2 separate regions of the Mus musculus genome follow, and region 2 is linked to region 1. Evidence: chromatin contacts called from public Hi-C data. All regions are on one chromosome and are shown on one strand. The core of a region is the stretch at or near the end of the contact, and the rest is flanking DNA. Distances in the headings are between cores, read along the strand shown. Region 1 has its middle 180 kb from the start of Gm24502. Region 2 overlaps Kit (KIT proto-oncogene receptor tyrosine kinase).

Region 1 (7,705 bases), core at 3,336-5,835:
CTCCTGTTTTATCATGTTAATTATAATTCTTTAAAGATTATTTTCAGGCCTGGAGATTTGGCTCAGCACTTATGAACGCTGGCTGCTCTTCTAGAAGACCAGGGTTTGGTTCCTAGCCTCTACATGGTAACTCAAAAAGAATCTGTAACTTCAGTTCCAGGGAATCTGTTGCCCTCTCCTGGCCTCATTGGGCACTGCAGGCAAAACACCCATATACCTGAAATAAAAACAAAGGAAAAAACGTTCAAAAATTGTATTTATTCTCTCATATGTCACAACTGAACTACAGTTTCCTTCCCTCTTCCCTTCCAGTCCCTCCGCACTCCATCTCCTTCTCCCTCCATTTCCCATCAGAGAAGGGCAGGCCTCCCAGGCATAGCAACCAAACATGCCCAGAAGTGCTGTAGCTGGGCCTTGAGGTAGATCAATTCCCAATTTTCTGAGAAACTGCCAAATTGATTTCCAAAGTGGCTGTAGAAGTTTGCATTCCCACCAGCAAGGGAGAGTGCTCCCCTTGCTCCACATTCTAGCCAGCATGAGCTGGTTCTTGTGGTTTTGATCTCAGCCATTCTGACAGGTGTAAGATGGAATCTCAGAGTCATTTTGATTTGCATTTTCCTGCTGGCTAAGGATGCTGAACACTTCTTTAAGTGCTTCTTGGACATTTGAGATTCTTCTGTTGAGAATTCTTTGTTTATATCTGCACCTCATTTTTTATTGGGACATTTGGTTTGTTGGTGTCTGGTTTCTTGAGGTTTTTATATGTTTTGGAAATTGCCCTCTATCTGGTGTGGAGTTGGTGAAACTCTTTTTCCTATTTCATAGGCTGCAGCTTTGTCCTTTTGACTGTGTCCTTTGCCTTACAGAAGCTTTACAGTTCCATGAGGTATCATTTACTAATTGTAATTCGTGCCTGAGCTACTGGTATTTTGTTCAGGAAGTTATCTCCTGGGCCTATGCATGCAAGGCTCTTCCCCACTTTCTCTTCTGTCAGGTTCAGTGTGTCTGGTTTTATGTTGAGGTCTTTGATTCACTTGGACTTGACTTTTGTACAAGGTGATAGATATGGAACTATTTGCATTCTTCTAGATGCAGACAACCAGCTAGAGCAGCACCATTTATTGACGATGCTTTCTTTTTTTTCCCCACTGTAGAATTCTGGCTTCTTTATCAAAAGAGCAGGTGTCCATAGGAGTGTGGATGTATGTCTGTGTCTTCGATCCTATTCCACTTATCACTTGTCTATCTTTATGCTGATACCATGCATGTGTTTATTACTATAGCTCTGTAATAGTACGTGAAATCTGGGATGATGATACCTCTGCAAGTTCTTTTATTGTACAGGATTGTTGTAGCTTTCTTGGTTTTTTGTTTTTTGTTTTTTGTTTTTTTTTTTTGTTTTTTTTTGTTTTTTTTTTTGTTTTTTTTTTTTTTTTTTTGGTTGGTTGGTTTATTTAGGAAAAAATCTTTTTAAAAGAAAAAAATGTTTTGCTTGGACCTGTAAGACTCAGCAGGTGAAGCCGCTTGCTGTTAAGTCTGATGATCTGAGTTCAATACCAGGTACTCACATAGTGGAAGGAGACACAGCTAACCTTTGACTACACACAAAAATAAACTAATAAATATAAATAAAAACAGCTTAAATGTTTTAGCATCTACTCTAGACATTTCAAGCATAACTTTTTAAAACCTAAGTCCACCTTCAAATAGCTCTACTGCTGTAACCAGCCAACACATTTGCCTTTTAGGCCAATTAAAAGTGTGTGTTACTTAATTCCTCATCACTATGGCAAAACCTGGCAGGAGCATCGTAAAGGAAGGGAGCCTTGTTTCTGAATCAGCTTGGAGGTTACAATGCATCCTGGTGAGGAAGTCTGGGGAGCTGAAATGGTCTGGTCTGCTGCTTATTATTCAAGAAGAGGAGTGGGGTTTAACTTTCAAAGGCTCTGACAGCCTTTCTAGCCAAGGGTTCCCAAAGCTCCCCAAACTGCTTCCCATCATCAGGTACCAAGTGTTCATCCTCAATTGAAATTAGATTGTCAGGTTCCATGAGAATCACCTTTATTACCTTTTCCTCTTGAACCATGGAAAAAGCCCTATTTGTTTTGGTTTTGTTGAAACAGGGTCTCACTATGGAAGCCCTGGCTGACCTGGAGTTCACAAAGATCAACCTCACCCTGCTCTCTGATTCCTAGGTAGTGAATTAGCAGGATACAGCACCACTCCAGGCTGGGCTGAGATCTTCATAAGTATTTCTTGGCTTTGCCCAGGTGCTAGGAAAGGCTGGAATAGAGAACCATTTTCTCTTGAGCTAGGGAATGCTGGGAGCCTGTAGGACCTCCTGGAACCCCCTGCCTGGGCTGCAAGGGCGGCTTTCTTAGATGGTGACCTTGGAACCTGGGACTGTTTCTTTAGGCAACAGCTATGGAAGTGCGCGCACGTGTGTGTGTGTGTGTGTGTGTGTGTGTGTGTGTAGTGTGGTATGTGTGTTTGGGGGAGGCCCTTGGGTCTGAACCCTTAGGTTTCTCATTAGTTTCTAAGCCTATTTCTTGCCATTCATCAAAATCGCTACCAAAGTGTTCCTAGTCACTTATGGGTTTCATGCCATCTGTCCCACAATGAGATTCCTTGACTCTTCTGACTGGCTAATTCTTGGAAAGACTTGGGGAAAGTTACTTTTAAGTTTGTTTAGGTTTTTATTATAGATACAGAAAGGCTGCTTTTTAAGCTCTTTACATGATATATTAAGGCTGGAATTTATTTGGGGGATTTCTCATAGCTTTTAGAAAAATCTATGGCATCATCTTCCTCCTACTCCACCTCCTCTTCCTCTTTGTCTTAAGGTTCCCCCACCCCCAGTCTTTACAGTCAGTCCTGTATACCCTAGTGACACTACACATCTTCTCATAGTCACTTGTAGGTTGTCACTTACAGATCTACATTATAGGGGCCAGAGAAATAGTAAAATAGTTCTATCATTACTACTCCAATACTTTGATGTCCATTTTCAGGAGTGATATGATCTTCTGAATTTTGTGTCCACTGTCTATCTTGCTTTGAATTAATTTCCCTGATTTAGGACTATTTTCTTTTGTAGGTTCATCTTGGACAAAAAGAGCATACTTGCATCCCTTCTGGTATCATGCCCCATGGGCTATGTAAATATCTCAACTAAGCCAATTAGGCTCTTAATCCAGACCCCTCTTTATGCTGGAAACTTTCTCTCTGTGTGTGTGTGTGTGTGTGTGTGTGTGTGTGTGTGTGTGTGTGTGTGTGTTGGGGGAGAGGGCTTCTGTGTTTGTCTTGAGGATTGCATTTCTCCCCTCACTCCAGTGGACAGTAGGCTGTCTGTCCTCCCCCTCCCCCATAGGAATGGATTGTAGGGTTTTATAATATTTCTTACATATTTTTAAATGCTTTTTTGCTTGTGCTTCTAATCTGCGTAGAATGTGTCTGGTTATAGTGTATAGACTGTGCCTGTTATTTTTCTCCTATAGAGCTTGTTATGACATTTATTTGAAGTATAATAGGCTGCAGCCCCAAAGCTTGAATTTGTAATGCCCTTTTGCCTAGACAGTATCAATTTATCTCAGCAGAATCGTTGAGATATATACAAAGTCAGGCCTTATGTTCCCATTGCACAAATGCAGAAATGGGGCACTATGGTTTGGATAAGTGTCAATCAAAGGTCCTGTGTGACAAATTTGGTCCCCAGACCATGCACTATAAGGAGGAGATGGAATCTTTAGGGGGTGGGGTCATTATAGATTTTTACTTGAAAGGGACTTTGAGTCTTGGGTCCCTGCTTTCCTAGTTATCAAAGGTTCAGCACCTCCTCTGTCATGTACAAAACTGACTGGAAACAAACCTTTCTGAATCCTTTCGGTTGGGTTACCTTGAATAATTTGTAACAGTAACAGAAAGCTAGCACAGAGGAGAACTCTGGGAAGGGCAGAACAGGGCAGGGCAAGGATGGTTGAGTAGACATGTTCTGAATTAAGCACCAACATTCATAGTTACGCTGAAGCTGAGCAACATTCATAGTTACACTGAAGCTGCGATACTCCTTAGAGTCTACCATGCTTTCTTACTTATAACATCTAAGATGCTATGGAGAAACTCTGTGGTGAGTCAGCATTGCATCTGTGACTTAAGTCTTGGGATGTTTCATCAAAACCTTGTCACTGGTAGTCTTACCTCCTAGCTTTCAGAGTCTCTGACAGAGCTCAGCAACTCACTCTTTGTATAGAAAACTCTCCTGTGTAGAGCTTTCATTTCCACCCCTCAGAGGCTGTTCTTCTCCTCCCATCAGACTTCATCCTCCTAGGGATGAGAGATCTGCACACTGGAGGGTGGTAGTGATGGTGCTTCTGTTTGGTCTTTTCTTGGATTTTATGGCCTTCATTTCCCTCCAAGCTGTGTGGAATTGAAGAAAATACAGTTGGCCTGAACCCTGGAGCCATCTGTTCAACCTGTTTAAGATATTGGTGGTTGACTGTTTACTAAATAGACTTCCCTGAGTGACAGCCCAAAGGCTGGGGCCCTGGCCCTGGTTAATCATTACACAGTTAACAAACAGTTGGGGCCCTTGCTGGCGTTGTTATCATTGCGTTCAGACGCGCTGTTCTGTACCCTGCCATCAGCTACAGAACAAAAGAGGGACTGGGTGGCGTGTTTACCATAAGGATTTCCAGCAGGCTGAGCTCGACACACCCAAGCAGCACTAGGCATGTCCACAGTACGGTAGATGTGACATGTGTGATTTTATTGTTGACTTTCTCTTTGCCAGCACACGTGGGGGTCTAACGTTGGCTGGGAAGCGGGGCTCCAGGGTGGAGCAAAGGTTTAATGTTGTTGACGGTTTAATGCCCGAGAGCCATTGCTTTAGTGATCCCTCTCCCTGGAGACTTTTGCCCTTTTCCTAATCCTTTGCATAAACACTGCCTTGAAAACAGCTTATGAGGCAGCAGCACAGGCATGTGAAACTGTTGGTAAACAGTCATTGTGAATAATATTTACTCATAGTAGGATCCGGAGTCTCCCTTTCTCTTTGATGGGCTTTGCCAGCTGATACGGAGCTCTGGAAAGCCCCACAAACAACTGAGCCCCCCCCTCTGCCTGCTTCTTGGGGCAGATCAGAGTTCATGACAGAAATGGCAATTTAGCCTTGAGGATGGAAATGAAACATCTCTCAACATTCCTGCATACCAAGCGGCAATCTCGACTTGATGAAAGGATCTAAAAATAGGAAAATACTCATGAAGCCAGAAAGTTGGACACAGACAGGGTGAGCCATAGTGAGGAGCGGGGAGAAAAATGGCTTTGGAGGTGAACGTCCACCAGATCCTGGGGAGGCACTAGTCACTCTCCTTCACCCACGGACTTGGTTTTCTTCCTGTCCTCAAATAAACTAAGAAGCAAAACTTGGTTACTGTGATGATTTGTGTATGTTTGGCCCAGCCAGTGGCACTAGTAGAAGGTGTGGCCCTGTAAGAGTAGGTGTGTCACTGTGAGTGTGGGCTTTAAGACCCTCATCCTAGCTGCCTGGAAGCCAGTATTCTGCTAGCAGCCTTCAGATGAAGATGCAGACCTCTCAGCTCTGCCTGCACCATGCCTGCCTGGATGCTGCCATGTTCCTCCCTTAATGATAATGGACTGAACCTCTGAACCTGTAAGCCAGCCCCAATGAAATGTTGTCCTTCTGAGAGTTGCCTTGGTCATAGTGTCTGTTCACAGTGGCAAAACCCCTAACTAAGACAGTAAAAGAACAGGGTTTTCTTTATAGTTTGGTCAAACTGGGGAAAAAAAGACCTTATTTCTTCCCCCATGGTGTCTATGATAGTCTTACAGCCAGTACACAGGAAATCATGAGACAAAAGGCCAGAGGAAGTGTGTAGACTTAGTTGTGAGGCAGCTTAAGAGGTCTGCCAGGTCAATGCTAAGTGTGGGTGAGTGCCTGGTACTATGGGAAATGTGACATCCACATGTTGACATTTAGTCTAGGCTCCGGGCCCCACAGTTACCTGGCAACAACCGGGTGTGCCTGACTCACTATAAAAGGGGCTGCTTGACTCTCTCTCTCTCTCTCTCTCTCTCTCTCTCTTGCTCTTGCTCTCTCCTCTTGTTCCTGCTCCCTCTCTCTCCCCATCCCCCTTCCCCCAAAGTGCTCATGACCAGGAGCTTCTCCTCTACACGCCCCCGCCCCTCTCTGCCTTTCTCTCAACTCCCCTCCCCATGCCCCTGAATAAACTCTACTCTATAATATAGTAAAGAATATATATATAGTCTTCAGGAAAGTGACTGGACCTCAGTTGTTACCATGGTCACTGCCCTCAGCATAGAGGGATGCAAATGTCTCTCTTTAGATTTTAAATACCTTTTTTTTCCCTACCTGCCTATAGTTCAGCATGGGACCCTGGCCACAGAGGTATGGCAGAACCAACTGGATGGTGTGTGTCTCTCCTCAGCTCTGTTTTGGGGCAGTGGATGGGGAGAGTCAGATCAGGAACTTGAAAACAACTAAAGCCGAAGTAAGTGCACCACAGAAACCAGCAAGTTTTCCTGGAAAGCCAGAGGGAGAGCGTCTCCAACTCACCATTACATGAGGTAGCCCTTCACTCCCTTTCTAAGGAAGGAGAGAGGTTGTGGGTTTTTTTTTTCCAGAGACAAAGGCACAGTAGATTGCAAGAAATATTCTCAGAGAAGTAATAAAAGCGTGATTCCATGGTATGTCTGAGTCAAGAAATAGCTCCTCCATTTAAATTGAATGCTTCTCTCTGGATGAAAACGCATTATATGTGAAATGAAGCTATTTTAGAGAACCAAAGGGGAAAACATACACAAGGTAGGCAATTTCCAGATCACAGCCATTGCGCTCACCTTGGTTCCATTGGCACGGTTCATTTTATTCATTTATTCATGAATTCTACAATATTTATTGAGTAACTCCTGTATGAACAAAGACATACTTATTATCTTCACAGAACTTAGGGCTGATAGAAAACAAAGCTATAATCAAATACTCATAAATAAATGTATAATTACAAAACTGTAGTAAATTTCATAAAAGGAAAATACAGTCTGCTAAAAGAAAAGGTGGCCCTGACAACGTGGTCTATTCTGAGGGTGTGGGGTGAGTTCTGTGTGGAAGCGAGTGTAGATTGATCTGAGGAAAGAGCAAGTCTTTGCTTTTGTTTTGTCTCTGCTTGCTTTTGAGACAGTGTCTCACTCTGTAGCCCAGGCGAGTTTTGAGACAGTGTCTCACTCTGTAGCCCAGGCGAGTTTTGAGCTCCTGTTGCCTTTGAACTTGAGGTCATCTCGCTTCAACCATCCAGATGACGAAATTAGAAGATTATCCTTCTATTTTTGACTTTGTGGGTTATTCCAAGATTGGGGAGTTTGGTAGCAGTTTAAGTAGGTAAACAGGTCTGGTTTGTGTCATCTTCTCTCTTCCTTTTTTCTAATCAACTTTCCACAGTTATAACCAAAGTGAAATTAATAAAAATTAAAATAAAAAAGCAAATCTACCTTTCAGATGACGAAATTAGAAGATTATCCTTCTATTTTTGACTTTGTGGGTTATTCCAAGATTGGGAAGTTTGGTAGCAGTTTAAGTAGGTAAACAGAAGTGGGCAGTAGAGGACCTATGAGCAGAGAGATTAATCTCACCTAGTGGTGAGGAAGAAGCATACTTTCAGGAAAAGAA
Region 2 (7,705 bases), core at 3,620-6,119, 210 kb after region 1:
GGAAAGAGAGTAAAGAAAGAAATGTGAAGGCTCGTCTTACAAAAATCTGCTGAATTTAGACTTAATGACCAGTGGTGTCTGTGGTTAGTGAAGGGACAAGCAGAGGAAGGCCTGAGAGGGCAAACTAAGAGGGCAGGGACAGGAGCTGGACTTGCAAGGATGGAGTGGAGGTCAGTGGGAATTTTGGGGTGATTTGGGGCCACTGCCTTCCCAGGAAGGACTGAACCAGGACAAATCAGATTGTCATTTGAGTCTTTGATTGTCATATAGGCCAGGGACCAAGTCAGAATTGAAACACTGGGGCATTCCCCACCTTCAGGATTTTGGGGCATCTTTAGAGTGCGCCAGGGAGTCTTGTCAGTCTGAAGATTTGGAACCCTTTGTTCTAGAACATACCAGAATGTTCTTCTTCCATAGCTGAGGGGGATGTTTCAGATGTTCTTTTTTTTTTTTAATCTTTATTTAATGTATATGAATTTTATATCTGCATGCATACCTACATGCCAGAATCCCATTACAGATGGTTGTGAGCCACCATGTGGTTGCCAGGAATTGAACTCAGGACCTCTGGAAGAACAACCAGTGCCCTTAACCGCTGAGCCGACTCTCCATCCTGCTTCAGACATTCCTTGGATCTATAGGAGGGTGGGGAGAGGGGCTCATTCTATACCAAAATTAAAACATCCTTTCATTTTTTTTTTTTTTATGAAGAAGCTGGGCATGACCATATTAAAGCCTACAAGACTGTACTTAGACAAAGTGCAGCTTAAGTCCCAAGCCTGTTACCATATCTGGTCAGGATGAACTACCAGCATGGAGATGTCACAGAATGGGACATAGTGAGGTTTATTTATTTATTTTTTGCATCTCAGCCTTTAGAATGGCCTTTCGGATACCCAGAACGCGTTAAGCTCTGAGCTCTTCAGTTTTAAAACTGGGATTTACTGAACTGAGGATTGAGACTTGGGGAATCAGGACTAGAAGTTTGATCCGTCTGTCCTTGGATGGTGGACATCTGGTCCTTGAGGAGGATCATGGTCCCCTCTTGGCTGGAACTGGGAAGGACATCCCTAAGTTGGTTGACTGGCCTAGTTGAAGGTTGTAGGGAGGAAGCCTGAGGTGGTTGCCCTGTGGCTTCAAGCACTGTTGATGAATTCACTGGCATTGGATATGGATCGCACATGCGGGGTTTTACTGGCCTACAGAATCATTTGTGTGAGGTCCTTGCTCCGTTTGATAGCTTGTTCTGATTCAGGGTAGTCTTCATTGTTGGGACCTACTGGTTGGGTTGAGACTTGCAGGGCCTGTGTTTAACTAGACCTCTGTTCTTGGCTTTCTATAGCTGTGATATGCACCATGACCAAAGCAACTTGGGGAGGAAAGGGTTTATTTATCTCACTCTACAGGTTAACAGTCTATCATCTAGGGAAGTCAAGGCAGGAACCTGGAGACAGGACCTAAGGCAGAACTGTGGAGGGGAGCTGCTACCTGGCTTTCTCCCGCCTGGCTTGCCTGGCCTGCTTTCTTACACAGCTAAATGGCACCACTCATAGTGGCCGGGGGCCCTCCTACAGCAATCAGTAAGTAGAAAAAAAGCATTACAGACATAGCCGCAGGCTAGTTGGATCAAGACAATTCCTCTGTCTAGGTTTCCTCTCCCCAGGTCCCCTAGGTTGGGTCAAGTTGATAATAAACACTTGTCAGTATAACCGTATTTAATTAAATTAACTATCACTTGACTGAGAAAGAGTAAACCCATTTTGAAAAACATCAGGTAGCCTCTGATCTCTATTGTTCCCTGACCCGTTTGGAAACTTTTTGGCAGCCATTTTTATTTCAACATGGAGGAACGTTGTCTTTGTTTTATGTAGCCCAGGCTGGCTTCAAACTCAGTATGTAGCTGAGGATACTTCAAACTCCTGGTCTTCCTGCCCTCCCCTCTCAAAAGCCGATACTACAGGTGTGTGTCACCACATTTGGCCAGCGTGGTTTTTTTCACAGTGGCATTTCAAGGACAACATAGTTTGAGCTCTCAGATCCACGAGGCCAGTCGTGGAGCCTCGCCCCTTCCCAGTTCACCATCTCATTCCTATGAAGCTTGATTTCCATCTAGAAATATTTTCAGTATGTAGCTCTAAAATACCAATTTCCTTTCGTAAACAGTCACGGTGTCACATCTGATCACTGCACTGACACCCCAACCTCCCACCCCACCCGAGCCTTCCAACCCATGGGGGAGGGACACTCTATTCAAGCAGGAAAACAAATCACACGGCTCTACCCTGCTGTGGAATATTCAGTACTCACCTTTCCCCTGGTGAACATAAGTACTATAAAAATGTAGACAAGTTTTACACATGTTTGGCTGACGCTGAGAGCAAGCCTCGGTTTGGAGGTCTCCCCGACGTTGCTTCTTGGTGGGCTTCATTCTGCCTTCGCTCCTGTGGAAGAGGCTGCGTGTTTGCTGATTGCATTCCTCTAACAATTAGCGTGCTTCAGTGTCTGCATTTCCTGTAAGCTGTCGATTGAGTGGTGGATCGTGATCACCTTTTGTTTTTAAAGGTAGACATTGTGTTCTCTCTAGTGGACCTTTGAGTATTTGCGGTGACAATGATGTTCTTCTAATAGGTGCCTTTAGACCTTTAGAAGCACTCCTGTCTGCCTCTTCCCAGAGCTGTTTTCTATTGGTTCCCTACCATGAGTGACATTTAAATCGGCCACTAGTGTGCTCTCTGTTCCTTTTGTGCCAGGAGCTGGGGGTTTGAAGGAAGAAGTATCCACCCCCCCACCTCCCCACCCCCCCAGCTAATTATCTGTTTGCAGAACTTGCTCTCTCAGGTTTCCAAGACAGGGACTCACCTATTCTCCACTATCACTTTCTTTTAGTGCCAAAAGTCAGCCTGCATCCAGTGTTGGGGGCGATGACTGGTCTTGCGCCTCTTTCTGAAGGGATGCTCTGGGAGGCATCTCAATGATGTACTCACAGCAGCTTGTCTGTAGTCTTTGCTGGAAAGGTCACATGTCTCATAGAAAGCCTCAGCCATCCTGTCCTTGCTCAGGTATCTTTGTATCTTTATTTTTTTCCTGTATTGTCTTTTTGCCATCAAGTGCTGTCAAAGTCAGATACACTAATATGGTTTTTCTCTGCCTCTGATTTGGCCACACATTTACCTAGATACCCACAGGAATGCTTTCTTTACTCTTCCCAGGACAGTCACTTTTGAGAGTTCATCTTTTCAGAGAAGAGACCACAGCCTTGACATAAAATCCCAAGCATGGCTTTCATTTTCCCTCACTAAAGAGTTGTTGAAGATCAGAAGTTTTTATTATTCTCCAATGGCTTCAGAGCCAACAGCAGCATATGTTGGACTTTCTTTGTCTTCTAGACCTACCATGTTCTTGGAAATCCTTTTAGTTCCATTATCATTTATCTAGAGTCACATTTTTCCTCACACTCTGATCTTCTGGCCTCAGCCTCGCAAATTCTGGGATTACAGCAAGGGCCATTGCACTCTGAGATACATTCTTGTATTTGTTCTTGTGCTCTGTACTTTGGTGGTTTGGGTTGGTTTTGCTTCCTGAGACAGGGTCTTACCAAGTATCCCTACCTGGCCTGGAACTCACTATGCAGACCAGAACTCACAGAGATCCAGCTGCCTGTACCTGCTGAGTGCTAGGTTTAAAGCCGTGATCCACTATGCCAGTCTTTGATTTTTTTTTTTTGAAGTAGGTTTCATGTATGCCAGCCTGGCTTCGAACCCACGATGTAATTGTGGGTGGCTTTCAACTCTTTATTTTCCTTCCTGGATACTGGAAGTTCAAGGGTGTGCCACCAGCTGAAAGACTTTACTTTCTACATTAGAGATGTCCCCCAGCTTTCTCATTTTTCTTAACAACTCTTTGGAATGCAGTAGCAGATCTTTTGGGGAGGGCAGGTCAATACTGTCTCGTAAGTATGGCAGACCGGAGCTCTCTGCTCTTGTTTTAACTAAGCGATAATCTTACTCTTTCGGCCTCTCCTCAGTCCCTCTCTCCAGACCTTCCTTCTCCTTGCCCCTCTTCTGTCCTTGAATCCCATCCCCAGCTCTGTCTATCTCCCTTTGTGGGGCTTCATCTGGGGTTGTGACTTCTTAGGGATCAACCTCTCTCATTCCAGAATACTCCAGCACACTGAATACACATGCGTCACCATCTCCTCTGCACTTCCGGTCTGTGTGGTTCTCCTCAGAATAAACTGTGTGACAAGCTGCCATGTTTGCTGCTGGTAGTTTGTCCTGACCCTCTTGGAGGCACACAGTAGATCACACAGGGCTGTGTTGTCATATTTTGGGCTCCCAGCACTCAATCACATTGGGTTGTGATGTCAGACCCTGGGCGCCCCACACATAGAGGCACTCAGTGCTGTGATGTCATACTCTGGGCTCTCTGCTCATTGGTTCACACAGTCTGTGTGATGTCATACTCTGGGCTCTCGGCTCATTGGCTTACACGGGCTGTGATGTCATACTCTGGGCGGCGCCCACATGCACGCTGAATCATATGCAGATCAATGAGTCATCTGAAGTATCGAATTCTGCCTGTTTGCTCAGTTTTGAGACTGAGGTTCATCAGTTACATTGCCGGTAACTCCTGAAGCCAGAACAGCCCCCAAACTCTTTAAAGTTACCTTTTGGTTTTGTTAATTTATGGCTTTGCCAAGCTTGGACCAAAGTGAAATATGAAATGACTGGCTGACGCCTTTGAAAACACAATCTTCCTTAAAAATATAATTTAAAAACGTTTGTCGCCGGGGACAAGAGTTGTGTTTGTAAACGATCTGAAAACAGATCAGTGTGAAAGCAAATACTTCCTGCCCCTCTGACATCAGCTGTCTGCGCTATTGTTTACAACAGAGCATTATGGTGGAAGTCAGTCAGGAGAGCAGGAAGCTCGTTAGGGAGTTGTCTTTGAGGAACACTTGGTAAGAACCAGTGTTCTTTGCCATTGGCTGTCTGGTAAAGGATTCTTGAGTTCTGAAGGAGACAGTCTTTTTTTTTTTTTTTTTTTTTTTAGTTTTGAAAGTGTTAACACCGCGTCTACATGGTTAATACCATATAATAAAGGTATCACTGCTGCCTAATTGGGTACATTTCCACTCCCTCCTGCCCCCCGTGGAAAAGTTTGCATATTTCTAATTATAATCATTTGAAAAAAAATGTTACCAGGGGTTGACATATTCATTTAAATTTCCAGAAATCTCAAATTTTCTTCGTCCGATTTGAGTCTCTTCCACTTGGTCTTGATTTCAAATATGCTAACAGGTTCCTAGCCAGGCGTGGAGGTGAGCACCTTACATGCCTTTAACCCCAGCACCTGGGAGGTAGAGACAGGGGGATCCCTGAGCTAGAGGCCAACCTGGTCTACATAGGAATGCCAGGACCACATAGGCTCTGTCCCAAACAAACAAACAAACAAACAAGCTTACAATTCTAGAATGGGCTTCCTTTCCCTGTCGTCAGGGATGGTCATATTCTAAAGCTATGAGAAAGAACTAGAGTTTTCTCAGTGGACATACTGGATGGGTTGTTGTTGTTTATTGTTGTATTTCTCAGTTCTAGAAAACAGTTCAGTTTCAGGCATTTTTCTCTTGTTCCTTACAGGCACTCAGATCAGTTTCCACAAGGGAGAATTCCTTGAAAAGGGATGCAGGCTTAATGTGTGGTTCTGAGTAAATATCACCCCAGAAAAATTAAGAGAAAAGTGAACACTCATTAAGCAAATTGACCACCAGCAAGCGTTCTGATGAGTGTTGAATCAAATCTGAATGCACCCATCTTGTCCATTAGTGTGCTTTTACACCAGGGCAATTGTTTGGCTCTAATTATTTTCTATTTTGCGTGTTTGAATGTAGAATGGCTACAGAATTAACTGTTGCCGGGCAATTATCTGATTAGCAATTGAGGAAAACGGTCACTGGTATCCGACCATTCACCAAGAAAAGCTGCTTTGGTGTAGGGCTCTGAGGGGACCCTGAAACAGACTGTTGGGAGCCAGACGTTTATTGGAAGGGTTATTCATGCTACATACATACAGACAGACAAGAGCATGGCGAGAGCTCACAGGAGAGTTCAGGCCCCAGTGTCGCAGACAGCAAGATAGGGTTCTGAAAGAGAGAGCAGCCTGGTCCCTTTTCAGAGTTCTCTGAGGGAAGCTGCAGCAAGGCTCTGCCTCCCTCGAAGGCAAAGTTTATTGCTATTTGAGGGAGGCAACCCTCCTGTTCAACCATGTAAGGGGACCCCTGCATAAGGGGACCCCCGTGCTTCATATTGCACCAGAGTGGGCTAGGAGGCCCCCAGCCCAGGGGGAGCATGGCAAGATGGGGGAGTGCCAGGCCCTCCGAGTCACTGAGCCAGATTGAGGTCTGATGCGCTGCAGAAGTTGTCTTTGCCACCAGTGTCACTGTTCTGGAGTCCTGTAGCTGTGACTGGTGCATTCTGTAACATTTCCCACTTGAAAGCTCGGGGATTTGAGAAATCTGTGCGCGCACGACTGGCTGCCAAGGCTTGTCAGGGGGACCCAGCGCGAGGCCGATTTCTAGGTGTAAAAGCCAGGCAGATTTGCTCACTCAAGAAAATCTGTCTCTGCAGGTTTTCCCTGAGTTCCAAGATAGAGATCCTGGTACGGCTTCTTGCTACACTAATGGCTGGTGTCCTGAGTCTCAGGGGTTTTGGGTTTTGTTTTTGACTGACTACTGTGTAGGTCAGGGGGCTACCATACCAGTTCTTCAACGGTCAGGACCAGCCACACCAGGCACGCCTGGGACCAGGTAAAGACGCCAGCCCGCTCTCTCCCCCAAACCTGCTGCACTGGAAATAATAGCAGCATGGGTTTCCAGTCCTTGATTTAATAAGGCCGTCAGAGGAAGCTGCTGCAGGCTGAAGGCTGAGAACCCCCAGCTATGAGGGGGTCAGAATGCCTGGGCTTCATCCCAGCACAAGGCCCAGGGCCTCTTAAGTCCCCCGATGCTCAGACAGGGTGCAGTTCTCGGTTCTCCTTCTGACAACCTAAGAATGGTAGACGGGAGTTTCAGTTAGTCCAGACAGGAAAGCAGACAGCTACAGTACTGAGGGGCTGTGCAGAGGTTTCCAGAAGCATGCGTGTGCGATGAGGGAGGCGAAGCCAAGGCCTTGCTGCAGGTGGTATTTTCAAAGGATAAATAGGGTTAGTACCTACCTTGATTCCAACCTTCCAGAGACTACACACCCAGTGTTGCTCACCTATGTGGGGGTATGAAGATAGCCCCTTGCGGGGCCTGGTTCCTACTGCCACACACACTTGCCTCCCGCTCTGCACTTACAGCTGCCCTGGCTTCCGTAAAGATATGTGGCTTCCTGGCCTCTGCTTACTACCTGGGGTACAGAGCACGGTGCTTCCCCTGACACTCCTTGGTGCATGCCAGTTTCTAGCTCCTGTGTCTCCCTTCACGATCCTCGTCCACCTCTAGGGTGGGTCAGGTCAGCTCCCTTGTGCTTCTCGGCTCTTCACACTTCTCACACAGTAATTATAGAACTGTGTAATTGTTGGTTTATGGCCCAGCCAGGAGCTAAATATAAACAGCGCGGGTGGGCATGGGGAGGTCTTGTACACTGTTGCTCTAAGGGCCCAGCACACAGCCAGACTTCAGTGTGGTATTTTTGAGTAATGGGGATGGAGGTAAGGTCTAGCC

What was found. A called contact is a pair of places that touch in the nucleus more often than the background predicts.
Region 2: a Hi-C map of the G1E-ER4 cell line shows a contact between it and region 1, with 2.9 times the contacts expected there. The contact joins two enhancer-like sites. A contact is called at or near these places in 1 of 15 datasets of contacts at CTCF or cohesin (the G1E-ER4 cell line), 8 of 484 Hi-C or Micro-C datasets (the G1E-ER4 cell line, the HL-1 cell line, female germline stem cells and 3 more), 4 of 115 datasets of contacts at active chromatin or transcription factors (the HPC-7 cell line, embryonic stem cells, extraembryonic endoderm stem cells and 1 more) and 1 of 9 other capture datasets (embryonic stem cells).

What each region holds. Positions count from the first base shown.
Region 1 is chr5:75,372,871-75,380,575 of GRCm38.p6, forward strand. No RefSeq gene overlaps it. Among named protein-coding and RNA genes, the nearest start is that of Gm24502, 180 kb to the right of the region's middle. Within about 2 kb of position 4,586, at least 71 of the 459 cell types and tissues checked have an H3K27ac peak or open chromatin away from gene starts, as enhancers often do. A contact at or near this core is called in the G1E-ER4 cell line, where this site is marked.
Region 2 is chr5:75,585,277-75,592,981 of GRCm38.p6, forward strand. All of the region lies in intron 1 of Kit (KIT proto-oncogene receptor tyrosine kinase), which reads left to right. Among named protein-coding and RNA genes, the nearest start is that of Kit, 14 kb to the left of the region's middle. Within about 2 kb of position 4,870, at least 27 of the 459 cell types and tissues checked have an H3K27ac peak or open chromatin away from gene starts, as enhancers often do. A contact at or near this core is called in the G1E-ER4 cell line, where this site is marked.